Regions from separate parts of the Lactuca sativa genome. Here region 2 is linked to region 1. Evidence: chromatin contacts called from public Hi-C data. All regions are on one chromosome and are shown on one strand. Each heading gives the region's core, a stretch centred on a gene start, on an enhancer-like site or on the middle of the called end of the contact. The rest is flanking DNA. Distances are from core to core; before and after follow the strand shown.

Region 1 (5,282 bases), core at 1,660-4,159:
GATGTTGCTATGCTGTAGTGATCTGTATGACTACCTATATATGCTAGCTATTGATTGTTATGGTGTATGTTGATATGTGATGGTTTAATAGGTTGAGGCGGACCAGCTGAGACTGAAGGCCAAGACACCCAGGGCGATTTGGATAGTCCGAAGGCCTGTGAGGTGGACTAGTCAGACCGAAGGCCTAGAGAGTGGTACAGATAGGCTGAAGGCCCAATGAGGCGGTTCAGTCATGCTGAAGGCTCATGTATGCATGCTGTTGTTGTTATGTCGTGTGGTGGTACTTTGGGGAAACTCACTTGGCTTCGTGCTTACGTTTTCAGTTTATTGTTTCAAGTACTTCAGAGGATCGTAGGAAGGCGAAGGCGTGATTGTGCACATCTTCCTGTTTTTATAACATTGGATCTTGGGATACTCTGATTTTGAATAATACTTTTGAAATATTGGTTTTGTAAACACTTTATGGAAGAAATGGGTTGTTTTTGAAAAGTTTAAATTTATTGTGATTTTTGGGATGTTACATTTATGTACGTAATGGAGAAAAAGCAAGCTAATTGGCAGGAAACGGAGCTGGATTGGAAGAAGATGAAACATATGTTGAAAAATTCTAGACACACCGTGCATTTGGAGGGAACATGACAAATGCTTATTCACAACACGACTTTTACATTGTTGTGCCGTGTCTTGAAAATCTATAAAGAACATCAAATTTTTGACACAATGATATATATGGAAATCCAACACAATGTAACACCCCGATTTCCAGAAATGAGATTGTAGAGATTTTCATGCAATTAAGGAAGCCTACTCGATGAGTTGAAGGCCCAAACTTGTCGAGTAGGGACTGATAAGGCCCGCATGAATTATGACTTCTACTCGACGAGTCGGAGGACCCCGACTCGACGAGTAGAGGATGTGCATGGAAACCCTAATTTTTAGGGTTTGCACCCTATTTAAAGGACCTTAATTCCTTTCCCCCATTCCCTTACCACCTCTCGATGGCCAGAAGAAACCCTAATCGCTATTACCCTTGTTCTTGAGTGTTTGTGAGGCCTAAAGAGTGATTTTGGTGCATTTTGTGAAGAAGGTGTGAAGTATAAGAAGCTTGGAGCAAAGAGGAGCTTGTGGATCTGACTCTACTTCATCTTGGCATCATTTTGAAGCTAACAAGTCGTTATTTTGGCTTATCTTTAGTTAGATCTCTTCATGCTTGGGTTTAGGGCCATCTTTGGTATATTTGGGAGTCATTTCGGGTATTGGGCATGATCTGAAGTTGTAACTTTAGATCTGGACTCCTCTTGGTCCCTATAGCCATAAAGTTATCTGATTTAGCAACTTGGGCATTTCTCCTTGGGTTAAACCTTTCCCTTAGCTTGGTTTTGGTATTTAGGACCATGCATGCACGTAAAGTTTGCAACTTTATGTGAAAACCATGCCCTAGGAGGTCAGATCTGCAATATGGAGCTTTGGGGTGGCTTGAAAATGTCTGGATAAGAATTGGACCACATGAACTCGAGGAGTTAGTTAGGGTTTTCCCCGACATCTGGACACACATGGACTTGACGAGTTGGTTGGAAACTCGACGAGTCAATTAGGGTTTTGATGATTTCTGAGTTCTTAAGGAACTCGACGAGTTGCTAGCTGCACTCGACAAGTCGGGTTAACATGGACTGTTGACTTTAACTTTGACCAAGGGTTGACCAGTTTGACTTCTGAGGGTATTTTGGTAATTTGGGAAATCATGGAAGTGGATCATTGGTGGATGTAGGTGTTGGACTTGGAGCTGCATTTGGTAGAGTTTGACTTTATCACTTCGAGCTACTTTTGAGGTGAGTTCTTCTCACTATATCAACAGGGTCTAAGGCACCAAGGCCGACCCTTTATGATTTGCATCCTGTTCATAGGATGGTTGCTATGTTATTGATCTGTTAGATTTGTATCCTGGTTATAGGATGGCTGCTACGTTAGTGATCTGTTAGATCGTTATCCTGGTTATAGGATGGTTGCTATGTTAGTGATCAGTTAGATCGATATCATGGTTATAGGATGGTTGCCATGTTAGTGATCTGTTAGATTTGTATGACTATCTGTACATGCTAGCTAGCGTATGATATTTATGTGCACATGTTTGTTGGTTTGGGGATTGGTTAAGGCAGGTCCTGTTTTGTGCTGTAGGCCAAGATACCTAGGGCGGACCGGATAGACTGCAGACCCGGTTAGGGCATACTAGTTAGGCCGAAGGCCCGACGAGCGGTCCGGATAGGCTGAAGGCCCTGAGAGGCGGTCCAGACATGCCGAAGGCTCGGAGTGCGGTCCAGATAGGCTGAAGGCCTGCGAGGCGGTCCAGTCAGGCTAAAGGCTCATTATGCATGCTGTATTTGTTTATATGACATGATTATATTTGTATGGTGTTGGTATTTTGGGGAACTCACTAAGCTCCGGGCTTACAGTTATTGATTTTGTTTCAGGTACCTCTGAATTTTGATGATCGCGGGAAGACGAAGACATGATCGTGCACCTCCTTATATTTTCATGATTTGATTCTGGTGATACTCTCATGTTTAAACTATTTTAAAAACAAACTATAATAAGTTAATGATTTTAAATATTTAAAAAAAGTTTTAAACTAGCTTAAATTTTATGGGTGTTACACAATTTGGTCGAAAATTAACCTACAAGGCACCATTTTGAGGGTCTAAAAGGCGGCCGGATGGCTGTTATGCCGATGACGACCAAATTTTGTAGCGAAAGATTAGTATAATTTAGAAGAATGATGACCAAATTTTGTAAGTATCAGCTTCCGTGTCCATCACTAGATTTAAAATGTGACAATTTCCGTCGAGGGTCTACACTATTTTTAAAATAGAAAAATCGTTGCTCTAAATTTCGTAGGTATTGATCTCTTTGTTCTAGTGCTGATATATTCTTATGATCTTGTTCAGTGAAAAGTGTTCAACTCAAATGTTTGGAAATTATTTCGTTTATCACCACAAATGTTGCATTATCTCTCTTTTGGGTATGAGTGCCATGGCCTATTCACCTTTCTAGATTGAACCATGTGTGATCAAGATTATAGGCATTTCAGTATACATTTCCTGCACTTCTCTCTAAAGCAGGCTGGCGGTGTCGTTGTAGCCACGCATTCTTTTGATAACATGTGATGACTACACAAAACTGCCAAACTTTTCTTGTTTTATACAAATTGTTTGTAATGCTAGCTGCTGCTTTGATCTTTTTCCTTTTCACATAAAGCTCTTGACTTTGTGGGTTTTATATGTTATTTAAGAGAACACCTCTTCTGCAACTTCGTCATAGAAACAAACAAACACAGAAGCTTTCCCAGTTCAAAGTTCAATGAAAATGGTTGCACCTGTGACTGACTTTCATGTCGTCATGTTCCCTCTAATGGCTCAAGGCCATATGGTACCCATGGTGGATATTGCCCGAATACTAGCCCTTCGTGGGGCCATGGTGACAATATTCACCACTCCTCTTGTTGCCAATCGATTTAGACAAGTTATCGAACGAGCAAACGAATCCAAGCTCATGATCAAGCTACTTGAACTCCACCTCCAATTAGCAGAAGTCGGTTTACCCGAAGGATGCGAGAGCTTTGACACACTTCCCTCGTTTGAGTCTTCCAATAAACTATTCGCAGCTATCAACTTGTTAGAACAACCAGCGGAAAATCTTCTCCGGGAACTTTCTCCTCCTCCATCTTGCATAATCTCAGACTTTTGTTTTCCCTGGACCGGAGACGTGGCTCAGAGGCTTAACATTCCTCGGCTCGTGTTCCATGGACCCGGATGCTTCTGGCTCCTGTCCATGCACGTTGTCTTAACTTCTAAAATGTTAGACACGATTGAATCGAACTCAGAACGCTTTGTTCTGAGTGGCCTCCCTGACCGAGTTGAGTTCACTAAACCTCAGCTTACTGGTTCCTTCAAAGCCAGGACAGCAGACCAAATGGAGTTCTGGAGTCGTGCTGCAGCAGCGGAAAAAACAGCTTACGGGATCGTGGTTCACACTTTCGAGGAGTTAGAACCTGAGTACGTTAAGGAATTAAAAAAGGTAAAAGATACCAAAATATGGTGTATAGGCCCTGTTTCTCTATGTAACAAAGATAACTCGGATATAGCAGAGAGAGGAAACAAGGCTACGATCAACGAGCATGACTGCTTGAAATGGCTTGATGCAAGGGAACCCGGGTCAGTGGTCTACGTTTGCTTGGGAAGTCTTACACGTGCTTCTACACAACAGTCGATCGAGCTTGGGCTAGGACTAGAGTCCACGAACAAGCCCTTCATATGGTGCGTAAGAGACAAAACCGAAGAACTGGAGAAATGGTTTTCAGAAGAAGGTTTCGAAGAAAGGGTGAGCGACCGAGGGTTGATAGTCCATGGTTGGGCACCACAAGTGTTGATATTGTCACATCGAGCAGTTGGTGGTTTCTTGACACACTGTGGATGGAATTCTACTCTCGAAGCAGTCTGTGCAGGTGTGCAAATGGTTACATGGCCGCATTTTGCTGACCAGTTTATTAACGAAGCATTCATCGTAGAGATTCTGAAGATTGGGGTCAGGATTGGTGTGGATATTCCTGTTCCTTTCGGGGAAGAAGATAAGATGGAAGTGTTGGTGAAGAAGGAAGACGTGAAGAGGGCTGTGGAATGTTTAATGGATGAAGGCGAAGAAGGAAAAGAGAGAAGGAAGAGGGTGAGTGAGCTTGCGGAAATGGCGAAGAGAGCAATGGAGGAAGGAGGATCTTCTTATCTCAACGTATCATCTTTGGTTCAGCATCTAACAGATATGCAACTCAAAACCAGATGAAGAAAGTAGAAAACTATTACTCCAAACATATTTTTATGTCTTGGTGTATGATATCTTTATTTATAGATTGTTACGTATCAATAAGTGGCTGTTAAAAAAAAAGAAGATTGTTAGGTATCAGTTGAAATTTTGTGGGGGTGAATTTCATAGATTTAATTGACGAGGCAAATCAGTTACATGTCCAAGTTTATTTTTTTATAGTATCTGTAGAGTAAATTATAGAAATGGTTTCTGTCCTTATTAAAACTTTATGCATCTTGTCCCACTTTATTTATCTAATTAGTTTGTCCTTAAAGTGAAGGGTAGTTTCGATTTTTGTCCTGTCTTTTCATGACTTTTCGCTACTCTAATTAAATTAATTAAAACGATTAGACCGAGGGTGTAAGGGTGTATTCCTCAACATTTATATTTTTCTATTCTACTACCAATTTTATATACAATCACAAACAAGA
Region 2 (5,282 bases), core at 1,113-3,612, 210 kb after region 1:
AGAAGATGGAGGATCATCTCAGCTAAATTTAAAATTGTTCATTGAAGATATTATTGTACACATGAGTAAGGGATTGGCAGGTTGAGTTGCAGGAATTGGTAGCTAGTGATTTACCAACATTTATTTGATGATTCTTATTCTTATTTTGAAAGGTTATGTTTTGGTTTCAAAATTTGTAGTTTGTTCAAGATACTACAATGAATAAATAATTAGTAACATACAATGTTTCACATGAATTATTGGGTTTTGTTACGTTTTTCAAATTAATTTTCTTTCAAGACAATTAGAAATCGTAATCCTGTCACATAAATCCAAATCTTCTTACCTAAGCTCTTACATCATTAGGAGTCATAATCAAAGGCCACATGCCACGTGACGAAGGATCAAGATATGTGGTGGTTTTCTTTTTAATTTAATTAAATTAATTGTAGGTAAAGTTAGAATCTTTATACCAAATGCCACAGTTTTCTGAGCTGGCTGAAATGCAACATATCTAAAGACCATTTACCAAGATATATTAAATTGTCACCTATTTATATATTGTGAATTAACATTCATATTTACCTTAAAAACTAAAAATATATTTGATACTAGTCAATCAATACACATATTCTAGCTACTACCAAATGAAAAGGCTAATCAATTCAAATTTAACGTGGCGAAAATTAAAGATCATTGTATAACAACAGAAAAAGCTTCAATAAATCGGATTGAACTTGATCTTCTTAGCTTGAATTCCTAGTACTCGATTGGTTCCTGATATCTTCAATTAGTCTTCTCATATTCTGGTGAGAAGATCCTCCCTCTTCTACTGCTTTATGTGCCATCTTACCAAGTTCTTTAGCTCTCTTTCTTCTCTCTTCTCCTTCTTTCCCTTCTTCCATCACCATCTCTATAGCCTTCCTCAATTCCTCACTCTTTATTTGCACTCCAGACTTTTCTTCTTCACCCCAATGCACCACACTTTGAGCACCAACACTAACTCCAATCCTCAACACTTGTACAACTAACTTCTCATTATAGAACTGCTCCTGAAACTGAGGCCATGTCACCATGGGGACACCAGCACACACCCCTTCTAGAGTTGAATTCCAGCCACAGTGAGTCAAGAACCCTCCAATTGCAGGGTGGGATAGAACCAACAGCTGTGGAGCCCACCCACGGATCAATAGACCTCGATCTCTGGTTCTCTCTTCAAACCCATCTTCTTCTATCCATTTTTCTATCTTCGGAGTCTTGTGGCCTGCTCGAACAACCCAAATAAATGGTCTGTTAGAGGATTCTAGAGCTAAAGCAAGCTCGACTAACTGGTCAGGCTCCATACGACTAATACTTCCTAGACATGCATAGATCACCGAAGCATTATCTTTAGAATCTAGCCACTTCAGGCATTCGTTCTTGTTAATGGAGGGTTTGTTACCTCTCAGGGCCTTCTCTGATACATCCTTATGGCATAGCGATAATGGACCTACACACCAAACTTTATCTTCTTTGATTTTCTGATATTCATCAGAGTATCCTTGTTCCAACTCCTGAAAACTGTTTATGATTACTCCATATGCTTCGGATTCAGATACCCGAACTTTTTCATGGAATTCTTTCACTTCTTTGGAGCCGGAGGAATTGAATGCAAAAGATAGTTGGGATCTTGTTAGTTCAATTCGATCAGGCAAACCGGGTAAAACAAACGACTCTGACTCACCCACACTTTCATATACCTTGGTGAGGTACAAAACGTGGTTAATCATCTGTGTGAAGCAATTCATTCCATCGAATATAATCCTTGGAATCTGAAACTTTTTTGCTGTTTCAGCTGGCCATTGGAGAAATGTCCCGGATAGTATGCAACTTGGCTTAGGCTCAGAGTTTTCAATGTATTGTTCCACTTGTTGTTGTAGTGAACTTTGGGCAAGGAAAAGTTCTTTGGCTAAGCCCAAATTTGGAAGATCATCCAAGCTTTCACAACCCTCTGGTAAGCCAAACTCTGTAGATGGAAGTGGGAATTCCAGAAAACAGATGGGAAGACCTGATTGGACTGCTTGATCAAGGATTGACCCAAATCTGAGGGCATTGACTGGGGTGGTAACTATGGTGACTTTAACACCATGTTGAGCTAGTAACTTGGCCATGTCAATGGTGGGAATATAGTGGCCTGGTGACATTAAGGGTATGATAAGAAACTGAAGTTGGTTGTCTTGTGGTTTCTCTAAAGCCATTTGAGAGTCTGGCTGGTATGATGGAGAAACTGAATCAAGGTTTGATAAGGGAATGGTGTATGAATTGTAAATATAAATGCATGATCTTTCTCTTTCCCCTCCCTTTTTTTAATGCTATTAATCTTATGCCCTTAATTTTATTTTATTAGATAAATATGTGATGATGCAAGCATGCACATAAGCATCTCTACTTCTGTGGAGAAGGTGTAGATAATTACAACTTTGTCAAGGCAGGAAAGCATATTTCTTGTATCTCGCGGCAATTACCAATAGAGTCTAGAAGAGTCGTTAATAATCCAATGAGAAATCAAATATCATTCTTTACTAATCTTACTACTCACTAGAACATGACAAGTGTCAAAATCAAGAAAAAAAAAATAAGAAAGATAATTAGTGGATTTCACTTGTCATTATTTTATAGGAGTATATTAAGTAGGAACAAAATATAGGAAGAACTAGTAGATAATCTTTAAGTATAGCTCAACCTATTGATACTCCCTAGGTTAGATAATTTACAAATAAACATTTTTCCAGGGGCATTTAGGAAAGTTTCCATTTATTTATGTTTTTGTATTGGAGAAGGATTTCAGTCCGTCTAGTATAAATAGGATATTGTTTCTTATGTTTTTCATTCAGTTTTTCAGATTTGGTTCAATAAGATACTTGGAGATTAAGTAATTTTCTCATAATTATTTTCATCTTCTGTTCGTTTTTAGAGAAAAGAAAATGGAAGAAAATTTCATTGTATTTTCATTCTTTGACTTTCTTACAAAGCAAACATTTATATTACAACTTATACTACACTCTTCTAGCTATCATACACCTAACAAATTAACACCAATGATTAAGTTAACTGTTTAACCAAACTACTAAATTAATTGTGATAAAGTATAATAACATAAATATAACAGTAATGTTCCCCCCTCAAGATAGACTTTGGAAGATGTTTTTTAAAACTATCTTGGTCATTATAGGTAGCATCTTATGTCAAGTAATGGTTTAGTAAATCTGTCGGCCAATTGGTGTGTTGTGGGTATATGCATGAGCTTGGTTGTATTTTCCAAAAATCTTTGTCTTGAATAAAGTGACAATCAAGCTCGATGTGTTTCATACATTTATGAAAGGTTGGTTAGATGCGAGCTTGACTGCCGATTCATTATCACAAAAAACGAGAATGGGTTGATGAATATGAATATTGAAATTCCTTAACAGATGTTGAAGCCAAATAATCACGGTTGTAGCAACAACAATGGCTCGGTACTCAACTACGGTGGAAGATATTGAAACAATGGAATGTTTCTCTAATTTCCAAGAAATCATTGATTCTCCTAGAAATACACAAAAACCAGAAACAAATCTTCTAGCATCAGGACATCTTGTCCGGTCTGAATCAGAAAAGGATGTGATCTTTAAAGAAGGTTCGGACGACAAAAACAATCCTTGACCAGGGTCCTACAAACTGACTTAGCTTATTTACTGCATATGTAATGTCTAGCCTTGTTATAATTAAGTACATTAATCGTCCAACTAATTGTATGTATTGAGAAGTATTTGTTAAAGGTGCCCCATTGAAATTCAATGTTTTACAAGTAGGATCAAATTGGATGATTGACTGGTTTTGCAGCTACCATGCCAATTTCTTCTAAAAGATTGAGAACATATTGTCGTTGAGAAATGTAAATGCCAATATGATGATCTAGTAATTTAAAGACCCAAGAAATGTTGTAACTTTCCTAAATCCTTAAGCTTGAATTTGTTGCTTAAAGTCTGCTGAATAGACTTAATTTCATGAATATAAGCACATGTTAACATAATATCATCCACGTAGACTAACAAAGCTACATAAGATGATCCTTTACCCTTATAAAATAATGAATAATTTGATTTCGGTTGTGTAAATCCTTGTGAAAGTAGATATGAAGAAAAAGTGGCATACCATTGATGAGATGCCTGCCTTAAGCCATGAAAGATTTCTCCAAGTTGCATAAAAGTGGTTTATCTTTTGAAGTGGGAGAATTACAAATATATTGTTACGGTAACTTCATGTAAACCTCTTCATCCAATGCCCCATTAAGTAAAGCATTATTCACATCCAATTGAATAAGAGGCCAAGAATGTTGATCACCTAAAGCAAGCAAAACCTTGATACCAATGAGTTTAGCTATAGAGGAATTGTTGGGTCTAAAAATTTGTTTATACTTTGCTTTTCTAAACATTTATTGTTTTTAGTCTTGGGAGAAAATATTATTGGGTTTATTTGTAGCTTGGACCGAAAACTCATGGGATTTCGGTTTGGGTATTGGGTTTGGGCCTTGGCCTTAGATCCATAGGTATATATTGGAGTAAAAGGCATGTTTTAGGAGACAAGAACCAAGGGTGGGACGTTTTCGGTCAAGCATTAGTGAGGAGGGAAGCCATATTGTAAGGATGGGAGTTCTAGAGAGAGAAACTAGAGAGAAAAAGTGTATGTGTGTGTGAATCTTATGTAACGGAACATCATTCATATCATTAATACATTGAAGATTCATCAAGTTCTTCTTCTTCTTCTTCTTCTTCTTCTTCTTCTTCTTCTTCTTCTTCTCTATTTCTATCTTGCATCATCCACTTAATTGGGATTCCGCACCATCAAGTGGATCGGATTGATACGTCAAGCAATTTTGGAGACTTACAGTTGGTATCAGAGCTTGGATCGTATCAATTAAATTAGCAAGATCCTGAGCGTTTTTTGATTTTTTTTTCTTGAAGGATTTGGCATTTCTGGATGGTTTCGGACAAAATATTAGGGGTTTGTTCTTCGTGTTCTTCATAAAAATGAGTTTTTGATCGAGTTTTGGAGCTAAAAAGGTGAAAAATCATGTTTTTTGGTCGTAACCAACAAGGGCGTGGCGGCGGTTTTCGGTCAGCAACTAGGGTTTGCTAGGGGTTTGCGGTCGGAAGCTTTCTGCGGTTTGCGGTCCAAAGTGTTTACAACCGAAAGAGAGTTTATGGTGGAGCGGGCCTCGGACGTTTTCGGCTTAGGACAGTTTTCGGTTGCGCACGTATTCGGTCAGCAGTCTCACAAGTTTT

The links. A called contact is a pair of places that touch in the nucleus more often than the background predicts.
Region 2: a Hi-C map of leaf shows a contact between it and region 1, with 6 times the contacts expected there. The contact joins the promoter of LOC111894110 here to the promoter of LOC111894163 in region 1. A contact is called at or near these places in 3 of 4 Hi-C or Micro-C datasets (leaf and seed).

What each region holds. Positions count from the first base shown.
Region 1 is chr6:38,052,447-38,057,728 of Lsat_Salinas_v11, forward strand. LOC111894163 (UDP-glycosyltransferase 73E1) reads left to right here and starts at 2,910. Exons shown (of 1, transcript XM_023890248.3): 1 at 2,910-5,104. The coding sequence starts at 3,355. The coding sequence ends at 4,830.
Region 2 is chr6:38,266,402-38,271,683 of Lsat_Salinas_v11, forward strand. It overlaps LOC111894110 (UDP-glycosyltransferase 73C11), which reads right to left and starts at 2,363. Exons shown (of 1, transcript XM_023890186.2): 1 at 560-2,363. The coding sequence starts at 2,216. The coding sequence ends at 726. It overlaps LOC111894085 (UDP-glycosyltransferase 73E1), which reads left to right. Exons shown (of 1, transcript XM_023890158.3): 1 at 1-236. The coding sequence ends at 85.